2 separate regions of the Sus scrofa genome follow, and region 2 is linked to region 1. A link is a contact called in public HiChIP or PLAC-seq data. All regions are on one chromosome and are shown on one strand. The core of a region is the stretch at or near the end of the contact, and the rest is flanking DNA. Distances in the headings are between cores, read along the strand shown. Region 1 holds the start of SCUBE2 (signal peptide, CUB and EGF-like domain-containing protein 2). Region 2 holds the start of AKIP1 (A-kinase-interacting protein 1).

The links. HiChIP or PLAC-seq counts read pairs in DNA pulled down with a chosen protein or histone mark.
Region 2: a contact with region 1 is called in an H3K27ac HiChIP or PLAC-seq map of skeletal muscle. The contact joins the promoter of AKIP1 here to the promoter of SCUBE2 in region 1. A contact is called at or near these places in 3 of 47 Hi-C or Micro-C datasets (alveolar macrophages, embryonic fibroblasts and skeletal muscle) and 1 of 2 datasets of contacts at active chromatin or transcription factors (skeletal muscle).

The regions. Positions count from the first base shown.
Region 1 is chr9:387,007-391,576 of Sscrofa11.1, reverse strand. It overlaps SCUBE2 (signal peptide, CUB and EGF-like domain-containing protein 2), which reads right to left and starts at 1,771. Exons shown (of 21, transcript XM_021062256.1): 1 at 1,657-1,771; 2 at 536-658. The coding sequence starts at 1,771.
Region 2 is chr9:535,680-540,249 of Sscrofa11.1, reverse strand. AKIP1 (A-kinase-interacting protein 1) reads left to right here and starts at 2,486. Exons shown (of 6, transcript XM_013979076.2): 1 at 2,486-2,567; 2 at 2,785-3,012; 3 at 3,474-3,554. The coding sequence starts at 2,791.

The DNA of each region.
Region 1 (4,570 bases), core at 522-3,021:
GCACACGTCTTTCCAGGGCAAACCTGCAGCTCCAAATGAGGCAGGTTCTTGGCGTCGGTCCAAAGCCTGGCAGGTCACAATGCCAAACTGGAAAAGTCATGGAAAGACAGCCGCCGGAGCCTCACGCGAGAGCAGGCCCTGGCACTCCAGCTCCGGAGTGAAAGTGCCAGCTGCCTCAGGGAGGCGCCAGGCCAGCCTTGCTCTGGTGGCATGGCTCTCCCGACCAACAAGGCTGCTGACCTTCTGCCCCCTAAGCTGAGTGACTCGGGACCAAAAGATACGAACGTGCCTTTCGTTGTTGTTGTTGCTTTTAGAAGCTAGACAAAAGGACAATGCAGAAGCAGATAAAACAGTATGACCAGCCCTCAGGAAGACCCGATGTTCCCTGTCTCTTAAGGATCTGAAATGCGCTGCAGGGAGGGGCTGATGTGCTGGGGGGGGGCAGAGCAGCACTTTCACCAACATGAGCGGCCAGTGCAAGAGCTAAGGAAGCTTCCGCCGCTGGCGCCCCTCTGCTGGTCCCCAAGTCACTTACCCTCACACCGCCTGCCCTCCCCCTGGTAGCCAGGCCCACAGGAGCACTTGTGGGAGGTGGGTGTGTTCTGACACAGGGCATTGGTGTGGCAATCGTCCACCCCCTGGGCATACCCGTCCACATCTGCAAAACAGCACGGCAGCTCCTGGTAGGGTGTCCTAAGCCCTGGGTGGCCTGGCCCTGACCCCTTCCTGGCAACACCAGCTAAACCGCTTGGGAGCTCCTGGGATGAGCCTCCAGGCCCGGTTTCCAGGCACACCCTGCGCCCTCTGCCCAGGGTGCCCTCTGCCTGGGATGCCCTCTACAATGGCCTTCAGGACTCTGCTCAGACCCACCTCACCTAGGAAGCCTGTCATGACCCGGGAGTGTCAGAAGGCGACCCCTAAGATGTGTCACATATCACACCACCACTTTTCCTGCCTGTCTCCTGGGCTAGACGGCGTCCCGGGACCACAGCGCGGATCTGAGTCCCTGCGGCCTAGGCCAGCGCCTGGCACGTGAGCAGGCGGGGCAAGGGCCCGGCGGGGGAGAGTTGGAGCGGGCACAAGCGCTCTGAGAACAGAGCCGCTCTGCCAGCTTCCTCCGGGTTGGGGTCTGAGGCAACCCTCTGGCTCTGGGCTGGCACACACCCCAGACGCGCCGGGCCCCGGGAGAAGCGCTTCCCGGGCTGAGAGCGCTCCGGGGGCTCCTTCAAAACAAAAGCGTTTTGAAAGTATTTTGATTCCAGTTTGGGTGCAGAACGGGGTCTCGGCCTGTCAAACAGCGGCTGTTGCGCAGGGAGAAAACTCCCCGGGGCGGACGCGAGGCCCGCGGGCCACCTCTGGGCCGCGATGCCGGGGGCGCAGCTGCCTGGACCTCGCGCGGGCCGCGGCCGAGCCCTCGGTTCCCCGCCTCCGCCCGCGGCCGCCCGGCCCGCTCCCCGCGCAGACCGCTAGCGCGCCGGGGGCACGGCCATCGGGGCCGGGGCCGAGGCCGGCCGTGTCCCCAGGCCCCGGGCCTCAAGCCCGTGCGGGGGCGCCGCCTCGGCCCGGCCTGCGGGAGAGCCCCGGGCGAGCAGGACACGCGGAACCCTGCCGCCGCCCCCGCCCCGCGCCAGGTGCGCCCCGCGGCGGGACACTCACCCTCCTCCGGCGGCCCGGGGCCGGCCGCCCGCAGCAGCAGCAGCAGCGGCAGCGACAGCAGCAGCGGCAGCAGCGCCCGCGCCGCGCCCCCGCGGCGGCGGCCTGCGCCCCCCATGGCCCGCGCGGCGGCCCGGAGAAGAGGCGGCGGCGGCGCGGAGAGGTGAGGGCGGCCTGCCGGCCCCCCGCCCCCGCCCCCGCTTCGCACGGACCTCCCCCGCGCCCTCCCGCCCCCGCTCGGCCGAGGGGCGCGGCCGCGGGGCCCGGGCGGGGGCGGGCTCGCCGGGTGCCCCGGGCCCTCGCGCAGGCCCCGCAGCCTGCCGCGCCCCGGGCCCTCGCCCAACCTGTGCGGGGTCCTCCGGCTTGGCCCGGCTCCTCTCGGGAGGACAAACGGCGCTTCTGGCCTGAAGTAGGCGGACACGGGGAGCCCAGCAAGTGTCCTAGAGTCCCCAGATCCCAAAGCCACCTGCAAGGCTTACCTGCCTTTAGTGTGGATGGAATGAGAGCGACCGCAGACTTCAGAGTTGCTTCTCTGCTCCCCTGGCACACCCTGTCTGCCCCTTCCCCATCCTGCCCATCCCAGGCCCCCTTGCACCCCCTGCCCCCCAGTCCTCCCAGGACGGCAGTCCTCTTGTCCTAGCCTGGGGTTCGATGTCTCTTCAGAGCAGCCTAAAAGGCGAAGGGAAAGGAAGCGGGAGGTCGAGGGTGAGGCACCAGGGACAGGAGACCACCCCACTTTGCCTGGGGCACAGGTGGCACAGGTGGCACCAGCTGGACTTGTAAACCTCAGGTCAGCCCAGCTGCAGATACCGGCAGCCACCTGGGTCTGCGAGCAAGGCACCTTTACAAGGAAACACACCTACACAGGGGCACAGGTGACCAGAGCCGCCCCCCCAACCCCCAGCATCAGCCTCTCCCCAGGTAGCAGCAATTCCAAGGTGCGACAATCCACCGTACTCAGGGGTTTGCCTGTGCTTTGAGCTTCTCTGCATTTATTAAATTTTCCCTATGACTAGGTACATCCATACAGGTGTGTGTGTGTGTGTGTATACATTCCTTTGATAATCAGAAAAAAATAAACATCACAAAAAATCCCCACCGAGCTCAGGCACAAAACCTTATCTTCCTGGGGTCCACCGCCCTCCCCGGGCCCCCAGCCCCCTGCCCTCTCCGCTGCTGCCCCGCGGGGCTGGGACTGCCTCTTCGGGTCTTCATTGCTAGCGCCGCTGCTGTCTGCTGGAGAATCTGAGAAAATAAGAACTTTGCTGTGGTTGGTTTGTTTTTGTTTTTGTTTTGACCTCTTCATCCCCAGCGAAGGCAGGCAGGTTTTTTCTTTCCCTCCTCACTCTCGCCCCCTTTTGTTTGGTGCCAAGAGACACTCAGCTATTTCTAGTCCTAAGGGTGGTTTTACACATTTGTAAATCTTCACTAGGTGAACGGTTCTCTCCGTCTTTGTCTTTGTGTCCCTAACAGTGGCCATAAATTACCACCTTCTTTTCTCTCCGCTGCATTAAGCGTCATTGCTTTTGAAATGATCAAAGTTATTTTCCTTTAAAATCCAACCCAAAAGTGCCCACTGTGTGGCACAGACCATTTTGGCTCCAGTCAAAGCATCTAAATACACAAGGCTGCCCAGTCACCTCTCTAGGCGTCTTCTCCAGCCCCTTGTGCCGGGCAAGAAACCAGACACGCTATTCTTTGCCTTCACTGGTCCCCCGAGCTTATATTTTAGTAAGGATACAAAGTAGTTCTAAGACCCAATGTTTTTTTGCCTAAGAGAGTCAGTTTTTGTTGTGTTTCCTGGAAACGTTTACAGCTGGCACAGATCTCCAAAAATGTTCGGAATCCTATTTTGTTTGCCCTAACTTCCATACAGATGTGCTTTCAGCGGGTCAGCTCCTGGATTCCTGCGCAAACCTTTCTGACGCTTCCAATCAGTCAAGATGGTTAATAACTGGGAATTTCCATGGAGGGCTCCAGGGGAAATCTGTGCTCCAACGTCAGGGACCCGCTGCAGGAGGGGCTTGGCGGGCCCAGGGCCAGCGGCTGTCCGCCCTCTATTGTCCCCCTGAGGTCCCCGCATGGTTCCTGAACCTCCCTCTTCCCGCCCCAGGCTGAGAGGCCATGAACCAGACCGGAGGGGACAGGCAGCCCAGCCTGGCCGTCGCACTGGTGGGGGCCTGGGGCCCCAGGAAGACGGCGGAAGCGGAAACCACGTGCAGCTCAGGAGGACTCTGCGTTCGCTGCCCACCTCTCAGTGCCCCACTTTTTCGACTCTTCAGCAGCCTCTGGAAACTCCCTTTAGAAATGCTCTCTCCCTTGGCTCTTGTTTCCCTGCAGCAGGCAAGCTCCTGGTTGTCCTCCTAGCTCTCAGGAAATGCCTCCTCGGTCCTCTTCTGGGGATGCTCTTTCTACATCCTGGCCCTGATGCTCGCTCATTCCCGCGTTCCCGTGAGAGAAATCTCCAGCTCGGATCTCTCCTCTCAGCTTCAGTTCTCTGTATCCAGTTGTCTACTGGATGCCTCCAGCGTGAGCTCCCTCAGATCCAAGATGTTCAAGATGAGAGTTCCCTCTGCGGCACAAAGGGATCAGCAGCATCTCTGCAGCACCAGGATGCGGGTTCCATCCCCCATCCAGCACAGAGGGTTAAGAGGATCTGGTGTTGCTGCAGGATAGGTCACAACTGCTGCTCAGCTCTGATCCCCGGCCCCGGACTCCATATGCTGTGGGGCGGCCAAAAAAGCAAACAAACAAACAGATGTTCAAAGGGCAGTTCACCTTCTCCCTCGAACCCGCCCTTCTCGAGCGCTTCCGCGCTTATATAGAGAGGCCACCAGCATTCTGCAGACACAGCTCAGACACCTGCAGTCATCCCGACTCCACTGGCTCTCTTGGCACCAGAGTCAAACCCTCTCAC
Region 2 (4,570 bases), core at 1,237-3,736, 150 kb before region 1:
AGCATGGAGGGATCCGAGCCTCATCCGCAAGCAACACCACAGCTCACAGCAACACTGGATCCTTAACCCACTGAGCAAGGCCAGGGATCAAACCCGCAACCTCATGGTTCCTAGTCAGATTCGTTAACCACTGTGCCACGACGGGAACTCCGAAGGCAGAGTCTTTTTGAAGCCAACTCTTATCTGGCCCTACGGAGATCTATTCAAATTAAAAATTCAATCAGGAAGTTCGACAAATATCTATTAAACATCTCCTGTTTAATAATCCCTGGATATTTAAGGACAGATAAGGAACAGTTTTCACCTTCAAGGAGTTTATAGGCTGATGGCGGAGAATGCACCGGAACTACATATAACTTAAAGTAGATTGAGATAAGTACCACAATATTAAAAAAAAAAAAAAAAGCCACAGAAACATAGGTTGTACCTGGGAATAGCAGATTACAAAAAGTTCACTTGATAAAAAGATAATGCTTCAGTAGCTCCCCCTGTGGCACTACAGGATAGATGGCGTCTTGGGAGTGCTGCGTCACAGGTTCCATCCCCAGCCTGGTACAGTGGGTTAAGGATCTGGCATTGCCGCAGCTGTGGCTTAGTTCGCAGCTATGGCTTGGATCTGATCCCTGGCCCAGGAACTCCATATGCCACAAGGTGGCCAAAAAAAGAAAAAAAAATAGATAGATAATGCTTCATGTGGAATGGAAGTGGGGGTGAGGAGTAGAAATATAATCCTGGTAAAAAGAGTCAAGGGGATGGCAGTGTGGACATAGTATCAGACATATGAGGGCCTACTGGGAGACGAGGCTGAAGTGTGATGAAGATAATAATACCAGCTAATGTTCACTGAGCATTTACTATGCACCAAGTCCTACCTTACTGATATCAACTTCTTTGACCCTCACAACTACCCTATGAGGAATGTATTGTTATTCCCACTGTAGAGATGATAAAACTGAGGTATAGAATAGGTAAGCAGTCCCCTCTTGGTTACACAGACACAGCTAACAGTTACACAGCCAGGATCTTGCAATCCATAAACAATAAAAGACAAATTCTATATCACCCCTAACTACACTCATTAGAAGAGCAGTTAACGGGTATCTTAACTACCCCTTTTCCTGTTTATCCCTAGGCCATCCGTCAAGGCTTAGCTCAAATGCTTCCTTCTGCAAAGCCCGTCTTGACTCCCCAGCTGAGCAGTATCTATTTCTCCCCTGAGCTTCAAAGCACGGCATCTCTGTCAATCTTATGGCAAACAGCTTATGAACAAAATCTTAATATTTTGTTCCTAGCATGACAGAGTTTATGTGCATTATTCCTTCTTTTTTTATCCTCCTTTATAGGTTGTGTTCTCCAAGCTGGGAGGACAGCCCCGGGCAGGTAATGGAGCGCTACACCTATGCAGCACTTACTCTTTGCAAGGCAGTGTGCTGCGGCTTTTACAGGAATTCTCTCACAAAATCCTTTCAACAACCCAATCCAGGCAGTCCCTTCCGGGACTGAGAAAACACTACATGCAACTTTAACGCAGTGAACAACGCAAGCAGCTCACCGTCCGCGGAGAGGGGTACTCCCCGCATCCCCAGGTACAGAGGTGAGGAAAAGCGAGGCTCAGAGAAGTTGTTCACCCCGAATCACACAGCAAAAGCGGCGGAGTCTGAATTCAAACTCAGCTCTTCAGACTGGGTGTTCCCAACCCAGGGCTCGTAACGACTAGGTCCTAAAGCAGGCGCCCGAACAAACGATTAAAGGACAAGTTTGAGGAAACTCCTGCGATGAAAACTATGCAAGGACAGGGACGGCTTCCATTCCGTCTCCTTCTGTGAGAGGGAAGCAGGAAACAGCAAAAGCGCAGGTAGAGGAAGCTGAGGTGAAGCTAAAGAAAAGAGGCCTCCAGAAGCGCGAGGACGCTTCCCACCGAGGCCGGCGGATCACGGGAGACCCCCAGCACCAGGCAGGGCCCGGCTGCAGCCGCGGGCGGACGCACGCCTTCCCCAGAGGCCACGTGGCAGCAAGGCCACGCGCAGCTGCAGGGCTCCGACCCCAGCCGTCGCCTCAAGCAGGGTAGGTTTTAGGGCAGCGACCGCCCAAAATACAGACCAGGTGTTAAGAGGTGCCTGGAGGCACGTGTGTTTCCCTACAATTCCTAGCCCTACGGGAGACCAGCCGACTTTTCACCAAGTGCCCGGCGTTAAGCGGCGGAGACCACTTCTAAGGGCCAAGTCGCGGCCCAAGAACTCCAGCGACGCGAAGTCAGCGGCCAGGGCCGCGCGCTGCATTGAGCTGCCGCCCCCAGGCCCCGCCTCAGGCTCCGCCCAGACCCGCCCCGCGGCCTCCAGGCCCCGCCCCCTACAGGCCCCGCCCCGCCCGTTGGCCCGGCAGCCCGCGCGCGGGAACCACGCCAGGACGCAGGAGGCGTGTCCTGCGCTGGCCGCGTTCCACCGCCCCTGGCCACGCCCCTCGCCCCCACTCCGCCAATGGCCTGCTGCGCCGGCGCAGGGCTCTGAGGTGCCCGCCCTCCACCGCCAACCTAGAGCTGAGCGCATGCGCCTTGGGAGGCTGGCCTGGTGAGGGCTCCCGCGCCTCGGGAGGCGGGGGCGGAAATGGACGGGTTCCGCGAGCAACCCCTCGCTGCCGACTTTGCCCCCGCGGGAGAGCGCGTTGGGCGGAGCCGGGGGCGGTGGCCGCCGGGGAGGTCGAGGCCCTCTGGGTCCGACTCCGAGCTGGAGCGGGGTGCCGGCGGCCCGCCGACCCGCCGGTGTTTGTGTGTCTGTGCCCACCCAGGGGGACATGGAGAGCTGTCTGGTGGCCGCGGCGCTGAACGGGGTGGACCGACGCTCCCTGCAGCGCTCGGCTAGGCTGGCTCGGGAAGTGCTGGAGCGAGCCAGAAGGAGGGCCGTGGACTGGCGTTCGGTGGAGCTTCCCAAAGGCAGCGTGGGGGTTATTTCGCGGGAGCTGCCCTGCCGGGAAAGAGGGCTGGCAGCCGGCCCCCAGCGCCTGCTGCCGGGAGAGGTGAGGGCTCCTGTGCTGGGGGACCAACCCATTCATTCGCCGCACCGGGAACCAGGGCACGGCACACACAAGCGCCCGAGGGAGCCTGTCCTTGGCGGACAGAACAGTGAACTGAAAAGCCCTTTGAAAACGCTTGACGTTTGACAGATTCCTATTGGGTAGCTTTAGGATACTGCGAGAGACCGCTAGTGCTCGGCCCTGATTGGTTACTTTTAAAACAATTCTTACATGCTACCCTTTGGTGTTAGATAAACCTATCTTTGTATTGGAAAATTGCACGTCTATGTATTCCTTTTAGAATGGGAATTCTTTCTCAGTAATGTAATTCTTACTGACTTCAACTTGCAGGGGTCTTTCCAAAAGTAAAAAGGAAGCTATTCCCCAAATGACTTCATTCTCCAGTAGGGGATAGCAGATCTCACCTGTGACTTGTCGTTTATTACTTATTATTATTCAAACAGAGAGAAGAAAGACTCCCCACCCTCAGTGCTTCCTTCAGAACAATGGCAGAATTCATGGACTATACCTCAAGTCAGTGTGGGGTAAGTCGGTGTAAACCAAAGCCTTGCCCCGGGGCTGCCTGCTGGTGGGTCACAGAGTAGATGGTCGTGGAGTTTAGGCAGACTCTGGCGACTGCCTGTTCACCCTGCCCTCCTGGGTGGGCAGGTTGTAATCAGCCAGGGTTTAAACCAGGTCATAAATCCAGGTTGGAATTCACTCAGCAAATAATAAGTGTTAGGAGGGTACAGCACTGAGCAAGCCAGAAAAAGGCTCTCCCCTCTCTGTTGTTTTCAGACTGGGGAGGGGAGGGAGGGAGCCTACTTGCTGAGTTCCAAAACAAGTTTGAATTTTAGGGGTTCTTAAAACCTCGAACTGCACTAAAGTCGTCTTTGTTTTTGGCTTGTTTTTTAGATCATTAGGCTTGCTCTAAATTGCAAGTGAGCCTCTCTGGGTTCCCTCCATTAGATCTTAACCTCTACTCCAAGTCCCTGGTGATGTAGTTTTTAAGTCTGTCCCTTTGGGTTCATATCACTTGCTGACCACAAAGGTGGTTATGGCACAGTTGCAGTGCCCTCATCGGAGGCAGTGTGGCTTCATGGTAGCAGCAGCCTCGGGGCCAAGAATCACTCCATGCTCTGCCTCTTACTGGCTATAATGCCGCAGGCCAGTCAGTCTCTCTCGGCCTGACCCTCCCCAGCGTAAAATGACCTTGTCTCAAGTCCTTCCCAGCCCTATAATCTGTTGCTTTGGTTCCCATGGGAGATGAACACCAGAAAACAGACTATAGCACAAGGAACTCACTCAAGATTCTTTGTTCCATTCATTGGAATGGGAGAAGAAAGGCTTCAAGACCCTCTTCTCAAAACCATGCACTGAGGTCATCTTTATGCACCTCGAAGTACTCAAACGTTGAAAGGCAGCCAGCTGACATTCAAGAAAACCCCTGCATAGGAGGTGCTCTCTGTCCTCGGAGAGTTAGAACAGACTGCAGCCTCTTGCAGCCTCAGCCTCTTTTGATTACGTGCTTGCGGGGGATGGGCTGCCCCGCAGAAGGGGG